Regions from separate parts of the Hordeum vulgare genome. Here region 2 is linked to region 1. Evidence: chromatin contacts called from public HiChIP or PLAC-seq data. All regions are on one chromosome and are shown on one strand. The core of a region is the stretch at or near the end of the contact, and the rest is flanking DNA. Distances in the headings are between cores, read along the strand shown. Region 1 holds the start of LOC123400672. Region 2 holds the start of LOC123445106.

Region 1 (6,531 bases), core at 1,270-3,769:
CGGCGCCCAGACTCATCTGCATCCGGTTAGAAAAAAATTAAAACGAATACTAAAAAAATTCAGAAAAATCTAAATTTGTTGAGGGTGATAGATAATTTGATGCATGAGGTCCGCGCTAATTTCTATATTATTTGAACATCTGAACAGTTTTCAGGAAAAAAAAAGAGACAAAATAAGGTTAAAACAGTACGTGAACAGTAAACTTTTTCGGGATTTCGAATTTGTCTTTTCTGCCGAGATCCGTTTAGATGTTCAAATGATTCAAAAACTAAAACAGACCTCACGAATCAAATTATCTACCATACAAAAAATAATTAGAATTCTTGAATTTTTAGTATTTGTTTTGATTTTTCTATTCTGTATGGGTGCAGATAAGCCCAACCTACAAAAACCAAAGCAATATTCTGCTTCCTCCGCTTCCTAAATATAAGACCTTTTAGAGATTTTAGAGATTACATTATAAACTACATACCGAGCAAAATGAGTGAATCTAGACTTTAAAATATGTCTATGTACATCTGTATGTAGTTTACAGTGCAATCTTTAAAAGGTCTTATATTTAGGAACGGAGGGAGTACAAGATTCATAAAACCAGTCAGGCGAATAAAAAAAACATGGCCCCACCCATTATTACAACTAACAAGAGTGGGATGTGGGCGGGACGTAAAAAAATGCCTAAAATTAACATCTTAAGCTCTGAATAGTGTATTTCGGCCTCGATGGCCCGGAAGTGCGCCTCGACGGCGGCTCTAAGAAGCTGCTGCATTTCCGCATCTGTCTGCGCAGCCTCCTCCAGGGCCTTATTCATGCATGGACAATAGCGTCGAGGGGACCTGTCAACTTTTTGACTTATAAATACAATATTTCATCTTTTTTAAAATACAGGTGGTAAAATAATTCAGTATCCCTAAAACCCGGTCTCTAAACCGACGTTCTAATCCTCAAGATTAAATGCACTACAATCCACATCCGAGCACTCTCGTGTTCTGTTTGATTGATGACAGCAATCTAAAGTTCAGAGCTGTTGTGGTGTCAGGTGTGTACACCTTGGAAAGCATGGTTGCGCTAGATTCGTGAATCGAGTAAACACAATACGAAAGTACTTGGTACTCCTTTTCTCCACCTATTAAATTTCAGTCATCCGGTTGCCCATACTTGATAGTTGTTTTTTTTAGAACTTTCTCCACCATTATAATTGTGCATAAGTTTAGCAAGAGTGCCAAATTTTGTTAGTATTTATTTAATTATTTTTCATAATTAGAAGACCTTTCTATTGTGCATTTCTGCACTTGTGGGTGTGTCTTGCCTTCAGTTTTTTATCGAGTCATCTCCTTGTATCAAAATATTTGGTTTCATATAGGTGTTCCTGAGATTATTCATGTGGGAGGGTGGCCAAACCTGTAGGTATCAAAGAAAGAATGTATTGAAATATTGTGATGTGTCTGTGGAATTTTGTCTATCGAAATGACAATGATTGTCTTCAGTTATCTACAACCGGCAGACTTCTTTTCTTTTTCTTCTTATATCTGGACGGCATATATCAAGCCCAGAAAACGGTAAGTCGCCAATTCATTGTGCATGTGAATTCAACTTGGTATACTTGCTGCATTGCTGTAGCATGTCCTCCAATGATGGATTACTTTTCCTTCATCCGAACCGTTCCTGAGAACTGAAGATAATCGACAATTAACTTGCTCGAATGCAATGCACCATTGCTATTCTCATTTTTCATCGCTTACTGGAGTTCACTTTTTTAGGACTCAAGGATTCACAGGTTATTGCTCACAACTGTTTTTAGATCTTCTAATTCAGACTTTTGCAGGCTCCTATGAAAGCACATCAAGCACAGAGGGAATAGCGAACTGAACAAGTCGAGGTTTGACCAATCTTTTCTAATCTGCAGGGAGCGACGAAGAACCAACAATCGTACATAACAGAGATGCAGCAGACCAACTAGCAAGACAAAATCACAAGCACTATATTTGGAGAGACAAGTTTGATTTCCAACGACAGAAGCGAATATCTTTGTTGCACGATTCAGTTCGAAGTACAGAGGAAACAGAGAACTACACAAGTCGCGGCCTCATCAAGCAATCGGAGTCTGCAGGAAGACTGATGACCACCAGCGGGCCTAGCCGCCGAATCCGTAGAGGGTGCGTCCCTGGCGCTTGAGCGCGTAGACGACGTCCATGGCGGTGACGGTCTTGCGGCGGGCGTGCTCGGTGTAGGTGACGGCGTCGCGGATGACGTTCTCGAGGAAGATCTTGAGCACGCCGCGGGTCTCCTCGTAGATGAGACCGGAGATGCGCTTCACGCCGCCCCTCCTCGCCAGGCGACGGATGGCAGGCTTGGTGATGCCCTGGATGTTGTCGCGCAGCACCTTCCGGTGGCGCTTGGCGCCGCCCTTGCCGAGCCCCTTGCCCCCCTTGCCGCGCCCGGACATGGCTGACGACTGATCCTCTTCGAGCTGCGAGCAGATGTGGAAGTGGGAGGGGCGGTGGGGATTGCCGATCGGTGTGCCTATTGTAGGAAGGGGAGACGGAGCTTTTAAGGTGGACGATAGGCGGGAGGAGGCCTGTGCCTGCCGTTCGATGCGTACGGAATGCACGGTTCAGATCGGGTTCCGGGGGAGACATGCCGCGGATTGATGACGTGGCGCGAAGCTCGGGGCGGTGGACTGGCGGGAGGTGTGGCGAGAGCTTGAATATTTTGGACTGCAAGCGCGGTGTTTGTGCGCTTCCTTGCCTGTGAATTCTTTCAATTTTGTGACACCGTTTCATGTTCGTGTCAGGGATGCACAATGCATAACGACCGTGCTTACGGAAATTAATTTATCTAGAATTATTATCTCACGGTTTTCATTAGCTTGGACAAAATAAAATTTAAAGAAAATGAAAAATGACGGCATTAAACTCATACGCCCTCTCGATCCAAATATTAAAGAAAATGAAAAATGACGGAGCGGCTATTACCGAGCTCCCCGGACAACTCCCAGTGCCCTCCCGATCCAAATTGCTTTCTCTCTTGCAACAACTCTCCGACCATTGAATTCAAGCACCATGAAGCCGTCACTCACTAGTGCTATTCCCTCGTGAGCTCGCTGTCCACGCCACGCCACGCTCCCGGATGGCTGCATCCATGTGCGACGCCACCACTTAATTTTTTCAGAGAAAGATATCATTCTAACATAGTACTCCCTCCGTTCATAAATATAAGTCTTTTTAAAGATTTAACTAATGGATTACATATGGATGTATATAGACATATTTTAGAGTATAGATTTATTCATTTTGCTCCATATGTAGACACCTAGTAAAAAATCTTAAAAGACTTATATTTAGATACAGAGGGAGTATATCATAATTATTTTAATACATATTGACACGCAAGATAACATATTATCCACTTCTACCACTTAAGCATAGGATGCACAACTATGAATTCTAATCATCATCATACACATGTTTACCCATGATACACTAAATCAAGATCGCTATGGTAAACATATTTACAAAAACAGGTAGATTTCATATCACAACGACCACTTCATCAAATCATCATCATTATTGTCTCTCGGTTACACGACCGGACGATGTGAAGAATATAAATAGTGTAAGTGTGTTGTGGACTAAGCTAAAATCTACACACTCTTTGTAAACATGAGAAGACAAGAAAATATTCGGTCTTTCATTAGATTGGCAATGAAGCTTATAAGAGCCATTTGGAATTATTTTTGGTGTCTTCTCCTTTTGAAACCCAAGACTCAAGAAAGTAGAAAAAAGTAAAAGAGCAAAAAGGAAAAGCGAAGAAGAAATGAAAGAGAAATAAGGAAATCATTTTGTTATTTTCAAAGATTTTTGTCAAGTAATAAGAGTTCAGAGAAATATTCTGAAATATTTTTGAAGTTTTTAGTTTTTGTGAACAAAATGAAAGAACGAAGAAGGACGGAAAATGAGAAAATATTTACATCGAAGAACTCACAACAAACACAAAAGAAGAAAGGAGAAGTCTTTCAGGTTTTCTTTTCAATTCTACAATCTAATCATACAAGAAGCGAAATAAAAAGTAAGCGGTTTTTTATATATATTTCAAAGATTTTCCTCGAACACGTGGGAGAAAAATAATAGAAGCAAAAATGATATACGATGAAGACGATGAACAATGACAAGTGTACTGAATGTGTCAACATGAATTCAAATGTGAGTAAGAATACATACTCCCACAAAATTAGGTTTTTGTCCTAACTTGGTAATCACCATTTAAAGAATCCGTCGGGACCAGGGAGGAACTCGTTCGGTGATACTTCCCAGATATGTTCACTTTTCCACACATTTTTGCTCTTATTTTCAACTCTAATCTCCATGATTTGAATGAAACTAACTCACACTTACGTTGTTTTCAACATAACTTTTATAGTGTTGTTTTTTTGTGCAGAAATAAAACTTTTTGGACTGATATGAAATTTTATGGAGAATATTTTCTGAATATATAAAAATACTGGTGATATGTCCATTTTGCATCATGGTGTCTTATTGATATTTATATTGTTCTTAGTAATTATTCCACTTTATGGTAGAATTCTAATGTTTTCTCTCTCTTAATTTGCAAGGTCTGTCCAAAGAGAGAAATTGTGTGAAACTGAAATTCTAAACTTGTAAGCCATATAAAAAGTTAAAAAAAATCTGGACCTTAAATGACGTGAAATTTTATGATGATTTTTATGGAATATTTAATAATTACTGAAGCAAAGAAATACCACACAGTGGGCACCTAATGGTGCTAAGCCAACAGGACGCGCCCCTTACAGCATATTTCTCCATGTATAGTTTTGCTAATTGATGCAATCCATATGGACTAATGGTAGTCTTGAGTTATATTCGAAGGATTTGTTCATAGACACTTCTTGAAGTTTATCTGATGGTTTCAAGGAGTTTATATGGTGACCAAGGTGGTATTCTAGGTTTTATCCAAAGATTGCTCATTTGAGAGTTGAGCTTATTGCAAGCATGTTTTCGAGAAGAAGATTGTCTGAACATTCATGTTTACCTTCAAGACATCATATTTATGAAGAGAGAAGATAAGCTACAAGGTTGATAAAGACTAATTCAAAGAGTTAATTAAGATGATGAACAAACAAAGCGTACGAGATGTACCGAGAGGGATCATGTGATTCCATGGTATGGTAAGCATTGTCCATTACGCTTTGTGTACTAACCCATGATCTACGTGCAAGTTCTATGTGGGGTTAGCACTACTAGGAAAAACCTTATAGGTAGGAGCCTGTTAGTAGCGCTTGAAAGTAGAAAGCGCTGCTGCTACTTAGCAGTAGCGCTCGAAAAACAAATCGCTATTGCTAATGTCCTTAGCAGTAGCGCTGGCCTTATATTATGCGCTATTGATAAACAGTGACCAACGAGGCCACCTGCAGTAGCTATAATAGCAGCGTCGTTCCTAATCCAGCACTACTGTTAAGGTCCATAGCAGTAGCGATGCGTTGCATCCAGCGCTACTGTTAAAAGGGGCCCAACGAGGTAACCGACAGTAGCTGTAGCAGCAGCGCCGGCATGGTAAAAGCGCTACTGCTAAGTACAATAGCAGTAGCGCTCCTCCGGAACCACCGCTACTGCTATGTTGAGTTAACACCCCACGCCGTGCCTAAAAATTTCCTAACTCTCCCCCACTCCCCCGCCCCCCTCTCTCCTTGATCTCAAGTCGTAGCCGCCTCCCTCGCCGCCGTCGTTGTCGCCTCCCTCGTCGTCGTCGTCGTCGTCGTCGTCGCCTCCCTCGTCGTCGCCACCGCCCCCCTCCCCTCCCTCTCTGGTAAGCCCCCTTCCCCTCCCGCTCTGGTAAGCCCCCTCCCCATCCCGCTCCGGTAAGCCCCCCACCCCCTCCAGGCACCGCCGCCCCCCTCCCCTCTCGCTCTAGGCACCCCAAGGCTGCTACCATTTTGATTTTAGGGCCATCGGTTCAAGATGTCATCTAGAGAAAATCAAGATACGTTTGTTGAAGATCTTTAATGGGCTAACTAGAAAGAAGGAAAAAAATCCTATGGTTCACACTTGAATATTATGTAAAGAATGTGAAATAAATCATTCATGTTTGTAAATTTCATGTAAGTAGACACATTATGTTTGAATTAGACAACCAATGGTTTCAAACAACTTATTGAAACTTTGGAGAGGAAAAAGGGCACATACATATTTCACCAACCTACATCACTTGCATGACATTTTGGACATTGTTCATCCAAGGGATAGAAATACTCACACAAAGATGATGAATGAGCTAACTAACCAACTAATTAACTAATTAATTAATTAATAAATTAATGAAGACTACAAATATCATCCTTTTGTTGGTGTTAATGCATAAAATAGTAGTGAGTTTCTCACTTTTGCTTGCTAAATTGTGCTAAGTTTTGACGGAATGTCCGAGTGGCCTATGTTTTGTCGGAATGTTGATTCATTTCCATTCCGGCAAATTTCACGCGCTCCATATGTCCACTATTTAGCAAAGGTCATGCCCAAAATT
Region 2 (6,310 bases), core at 2,484-4,983, 210 kb after region 1:
AAGGACACGTACCTGCAAGATGATTGTGAATACGGCTCGAAGAAACCTGTATTTTCAAGGAGCCACTTCATTAAATCAACTCGGCCAATGGAGCAAGATGGTCCCTTAACATATTTGTTCAGGGGTGGACCCAGGAAAATAATTGAGAGGGAGCAAATAAATGTTGCCATATTCATAAACCAATGAGGCAAAAACATTCATGTAATCTATAAAATGTAGAGATAATCTCTTTATTATCCACATGGTAACCAAGTTCAGTGAAAGATGAAAGGAAACTAACCATTTGAGATAAAACTGAATATATCCATATAAGGGCATCTTGTTATGATACTGCAAAAAGAGCACACTAACAAATTGTTCTTGCACTTTAATCTACAACCCGCAACAACAAAGAAAAACATGATCAAAATTTAGGGAAGTGCAAATGTTGAAGAAGGCAAGAGATTTAGGAAGAGCATTACCTTTCGTTTCATCCCACGACGTTCTTTCACCACATGAAAACATTTAACTATCACTTCATTTGGAATTTTGTTCAACAATTCTTTTTCTACAAAGCAAATAAGGCTATGGTTCATGAAATCATCACTGATTTTGTTACGTAGAGCATTCTTCACAATCTTCAAGCTGAGAAGCACCTCTCAACGGTTGAAGTGGCAATAGGCAAAGTCAGTGCTAGCTTTATAAGTCGGTACACTGCAGGATAAGAAAGATGTTTCTTTGTAGTCACCATCAGTTCAGCCAGATCAGCAATATTACCCAAGCTAGCAAACCTTGTATCATGGGTTACATTATCCAAATAGAGATCAAGTTCATTCTCAAGACCTCCCAAATCACTGAAGTCATCAGGATAAAACTGAGCCAGTTTCATCAACTTCTCAACATTATGGTGGCCAAACTGATCACTTGGACTCAAAGCTGACATACAACAAAGTAACTTGGAATTGATAACATTGAATTTGATATTTAACCCTTCTACCAACATATCTATGACAACAAAGAACAATCGATCTGATAATGATGCTCATTGTTAATGCCGGTCCTTTGCCTTGTCTTCTTTGGATTCACATAATCATTCTCCAAATCCATCACTAAGATGTCATTCTTTTTACAAAAAGAACGTACCTTGTCTAGAAGATCATTCCAACCATGCTCGGATCTAAGCCTTTGTAGCTCTCTCTTAGTAGATTCCACATCTGATATGGCATTTACAATATTCATATCCTTTCTCTGAAAGGTTTTAGATAGCCCATTTGTTAAAGAAAATATAATCATCATCATGTGTAGATAGAATATAGAATCAAATGATTGAAATTATTTAAGAATCCCACTGGCTTGACGTTGTCCCTGAATAAATAGCAACACAAGCAATATGCATTGTCCTCTGCCTCACTATACTCTAGCCAATTACCACCATACTCCTCATACCAATCAGGATTGAAATACCTATTGATCTTCCCAATCACCCTTGGCTTAAAACTTTTCGGACGAGGTCGATGGGCCCCCCACATCAAGTATTTCCTTCATATATCCTGATGCTGATTCTGATTGTAATCTATAATCCCTTCCTTTTAGATGGATTCCTAGGAAGCTTCTCCAAATCAACTAGTTCGGGCATCGAGGAAGTTGTTGATTTCTTGAAAAAACTCTCCATTAGTTGTCCTGTAACATTAAGTGCCAAAAATTCAAGTGTCAATAGGAAAAATCTTTGAACTGATCTAATCACACAAACTGTTAAATTATACATACATTAACAAGACTAAGATGGTTTTTAACATAGAAGCAAACACACAAAAAGTTTGCATAAAAAGGTTCTAGAGGTTTACCTTGGTGTCAACTGAAATTAGGAAATTGCAGGACTGAAGAGATGAGATCAAAGTCGTCAGCGCCGGCGCCGTGACGCCTAAGTGTCGGTGTGCCGTTGCAACCTCGCCGGCCAGGAATAGGAGCAGCAAGGGACGGATGATGGAGAGTGTCGACGATGCACGATTGCGGGCATCGCCGCAATGAGCCGGTGAATACGCGACGGTTTGAGATCGAGGCGACTGCTTCCGTGTATTTTCGTAGATAGTGTTGGACTGTACGTGCGGGGCTGCTACTAGGCAGGGTTCAGAGTTACGCTACAGGTTGTGGCCGGCTGTTTTTGTTACGATGGGCTTCTAAAAATATCCAACTAATTAGGCTTAGTGGGGGCAGGTCATCACGCTTAGTGGGGGCATTAATGGATCGTATGGTAGCACTATAAACCGATGCAAAAAATCAAGTGGGGAGCTGCCCCATAGCTTATAACGTAGGTCTGCCCTTGTATTTGTTATTCTTATTTCAAGAGCTTACTATGAATAAATTCAAGCTAACCTAGGGGCTAATGTCAGGGATATACCCCACGGTGTAACCCGACTTGAAGTATGACCCGACTGGGACTTGGAGACTCATTGGCGACTCATACAATGACCTCGCAGGCGACTCAGATAAAACGACAAAGGCCCAAAGCCCGACGTACACCCCGACATAAGGCGACTCATAGAGAGGCCAAGAGGACCGACTCACAAGAGAAGGTCCAAGAAGAGGAAAGACTCCCACGAGAAGAAAACAAGACCCGAATTAGGATTCAAGAGAGACTAGTCCTAGTTTTACTCCTAGTAGGACTCTACATGTAAAACCTACCCATTCCACCTATATAAGAAGGGGTAAGGTGCCCCAAGAGGGACAAGTTAGGTTGAGTCATGACAAGTTTAAGTCATTAGAGATAGACAAATTAGACACCCGAAAGATTAGAGGTAGAGATTCTGCACCCTTGTGATCGAGATCATCATCTTCATTAATGAAACACAAGTATGACGTAGGCTTTTACCTCCATCGAAGGGACCAAACCTCGGTAAAATCGCGTCTCTCGATTTCGACCAACCCCTCTCAAGCCGCCACACAAGTGCGGTGGTTCCACACCTAAGTTCTTGTATGAGGACATATGCCGTGACAAAACCGCGACACTTTTCGGTCGCCGTTTCGAATCGAAGCTTGTCCGTCGGTCCGGCCGACGTAATGCCTTCCATGGCAAGGTCGTGGATGGGCTAGGCTTCTTCCTAGCCAAGCCTCCCCCCCGCCGGAGGTAGAGGAGGTGCGCCATGTCATCCGCTCGACGGCCGCCCACCTCAGTCGTTCTTCCGGCCGTGCATCGCCGAGCTCCCGCCTTCTTCTGTGCCGAGCTGCAGCCATCTACTGCGCTAAGCCGGCGCCGGCGCCCGCACTCTCCGCCGCCGAACGGTTGCACAACCCACAACCCACCGATTTCGTCTAACCCGCAGCCGGCTGAACAGCAGTCGCGCGACTATCAACAACTTTTTACATCTTGAGTTTGCTGAAGTTGCATTTTTACATCTCCATTCTGTTGGAGTTGACATTTCTTTAAAGATGTAAAAAACATTTTTTTAAAGATGTAAATTTTTTTACACTTCCTATTTTACATCTTTCAATTTGCAAAATGAGACCCTTTAGGGCTTGTTCGGTTTAATCCTCCCCAATCCATTCCAATCCCCTTACGCTTTAGGCCTTGTTCGGTTGTTTGAGAATTGAAGGGGTTTGGAGGGGATTGAGAGGGATTAGATCCCCTATCAGTCAAATTCCACTTCAATCCCCTCCAATCCTTTCAGGGCTTGTTCGGTTTAATCCTCCCTAATCCATTTTAATCCCCTTCAAATCCGTTGCAAGGAACAAGGCCTTAAGGAATTGTCTTGACAATAACAACTCGCCTCAGCCCCCCCATCTTGCAAATTCGAGCCCAGAGCCCACTCGCAGCAGGGGATTGTTCCGTCCATGGCCATGAGGGTCGACTCGGCGATCCTCGCCGTCGTCATCGCCTTCCTTCTCCCCCTCCGCCTGCTCTCCCTCTTCACCCGCCAGAACTCCTCCGGCAGCGCAGGCGACCTCCGCCGATCCTGCGCCGCCCTCGCCATCGCGGCCGCGCTCCTCGCCACCTTCTTCGCCCTACCCCGCTACGACGGCGGTCGCACGGGACAGTGCGCCGCCTCCGTTGGTTCCGCTTGGGAGGAGGGTGTCGGCCGAGAGGTTCGGTTGGAGATCGAGCAGCTGCAGCTGCAGCTCAACCGATTGGGTACGTTAGAAATTAACCGATTGGGTTCTTTTTGTTAAGGTTATTAATAGAGTGGAAGTGAAATTGTTAAGATTAATACTACTACTATATTTCTGTAAAGTGAAAGTGAAATTGTTAAGGTTAATAATACATTACTAGGGTTTCTCGGTACACATGTACTCTTCTGCCTATGCCCAAGAGGATGATGGTTCCTCATGAAAATTCCTCAATTGTGCTCGCAGAATCGTTCTGGAAAAACAATGCAAAAGCACCGGATGACAAAGGTGATGCTTCAGAGGAATATGTCGAGGTTGTGAAAGCGATGGGACTGGACATTCAGGCTCTGATCAAGGAACAAGAAGACATCAAGGTATATGCGTCTGGTGATTGGGTTCTCGACAGAACAACGTATCAATTTCCAAACACCCAGTAGTTGGTCTTTAGTTTTTAGTCTTCAGAGTGCCATCTTCTTCAGTTGCACAAATTACTTCCATGCTTTGGTGACAGATAGCTTCTGCCATCCTTTAACTTTGTTTCAGACACATAAAAGCGTTTGGATGATTTGATTATCCATCGTATCAGGTGACAGCAAAGTAGAGCTTGTGCGTGTGTTAATTTAATGAATTTTTATAACATCAAGAAATTACGAAAAAACTGCCGCTTCAGCACACTGTTTTACTCACTGCAGCCAAATTAAGGGGAACACAATGCGATAGATAGTGATAGAGTACGCCATAAATGAAGTGGCGGATGTGAAATTTTAGTGTGCTGTTTGGGTTGACCTCCTCGCTGAAACCAGAGCCCATGCTGGTGAAAAGAATAGCTATGCCAGCTGATATAGTGGTGGTGAGACTTGCCATAAATAAAATATTATCTTGCATGGTAAATTCATGATTCCAACTGCAAATTCAACTAGCATGGAATCTGAGTCTGACATACACATGTTCGGGCCTCGGGCTATGTTGTTCGGGGGATTGTAAAGATTGTAACTAGAGCAGTGTTAGCGGAAGATTCCGTTTTCGAACTATTTTGGCACCATTTTTTTCAACCTGAAAACAATCTTTATATGTGCTACAGATGAATTTCTGTCCTCTTTTCGTTTTACTCTTACTGGACATTTACATCCCAGAGTCGAACTATATAAAGTGCACTCTGCCAATCAGTATTGTGCATGCATGCAGCCACCTGTCATTGGTCTCATATACTAGCACCTACAATGCTTAATTTAGGGACCATTGGGTAACAAGTAGCAGCAGAGCATTATCATGTCTAACTTGGTAGAGCAAAATAATAAGTCACCTGATTAGGATGATGGCACTTAGCCACAAAATTAAACATATATTAAAAATGATATCAGGGGTATAAAATCATTTTCCTACCCAGGTGTAACTATACACTGTAATAGAATGTATTTTCCCATATATCATATATTTATTTATGCAAATCATTACTGCATTGTTATTTGACAGGGAAATAAGTTGATTTAAACCTTGGCTTAAATCTTGAGCCTAGCAACATCGTGCAGTACATGTTACCTTAAAACAACTTCGTTATGTTATATTGGACACTTCACAGTTTTCTTAAAAATAATGTAACAACTGAAGTATCATGCATTGACTTTTGTCCCATTCTATCTTGTAGGAATCATTATGGAGTTCTGGCAGTACTATCAACTCAGTCGAAAATGAGGTTCCTCCCCCCCCCCCTCCTCCCTGTCTCTCTAATATTTGGGTTTACCAATAGAAATGTTGTTGCCACTCATTAGAAAGATTTGTTTGGGTCAATATTTTTTTTACAGTAGATTAAATGGTGTAGCTCAATTGTTGACATATTGTGTGTTAGTGTCGACATATTTAGATTAAACTGTGTAATTGTTGTATTTTACCGTCTAATTTGACGGTAGTTGCATAAATTACCACGGTTTAGAAACCTTTGCACATAACAATGGATATGGTACCAACATTTGTGCTCTGGGTTTTTTGTCTTGATTTGACATGATCCACAAGGTGACATCTCGAATCCACTTCCAGGTGCCATGCTAGAAACGAGGTGACATTGATTTTTAAGATCTGACGGTGATGAGTGGTAGGGCAAAGCATTTCTAGGAATGTGTCATCGTTGATGTTGATACCATGACAAGCACCTGTGTAATTGACTCAGCTATCATGTTCGAGAGCGGATGTGGTGGCTAGCCTCTGACACCACACACTTTAGAAGTTATGCGTG

Evidence for each region. HiChIP or PLAC-seq counts read pairs in DNA pulled down with a chosen protein or histone mark.
Region 2: an H3K4me3 HiChIP or PLAC-seq map of embryo shows a contact between it and region 1, with 8 times the contacts expected there. The contact joins the promoter of LOC123445106 here to the promoter of LOC123400672 in region 1. A contact is called at or near these places in 3 of 6 Hi-C or Micro-C datasets (leaf and seedling) and 1 of 1 datasets of contacts at active chromatin or transcription factors (embryo).

Annotation. Positions count from the first base shown.
Region 1 is chr1H:458,585,177-458,591,707 of MorexV3_pseudomolecules_assembly, forward strand. It overlaps LOC123400672, which reads right to left and starts at 2,520. Exons shown (of 2, transcript XM_045094661.1): 1 at 2,137-2,520. The coding sequence starts at 2,443.
Region 2 is chr1H:458,793,444-458,799,753 of MorexV3_pseudomolecules_assembly, forward strand. It overlaps LOC123445106, which reads left to right and starts at 3,734. Exons shown (of 7, transcript XM_045122043.1): 1 at 3,734-4,105; 2 at 4,327-4,454; 3 at 5,726-5,773. The coding sequence starts at 3,808.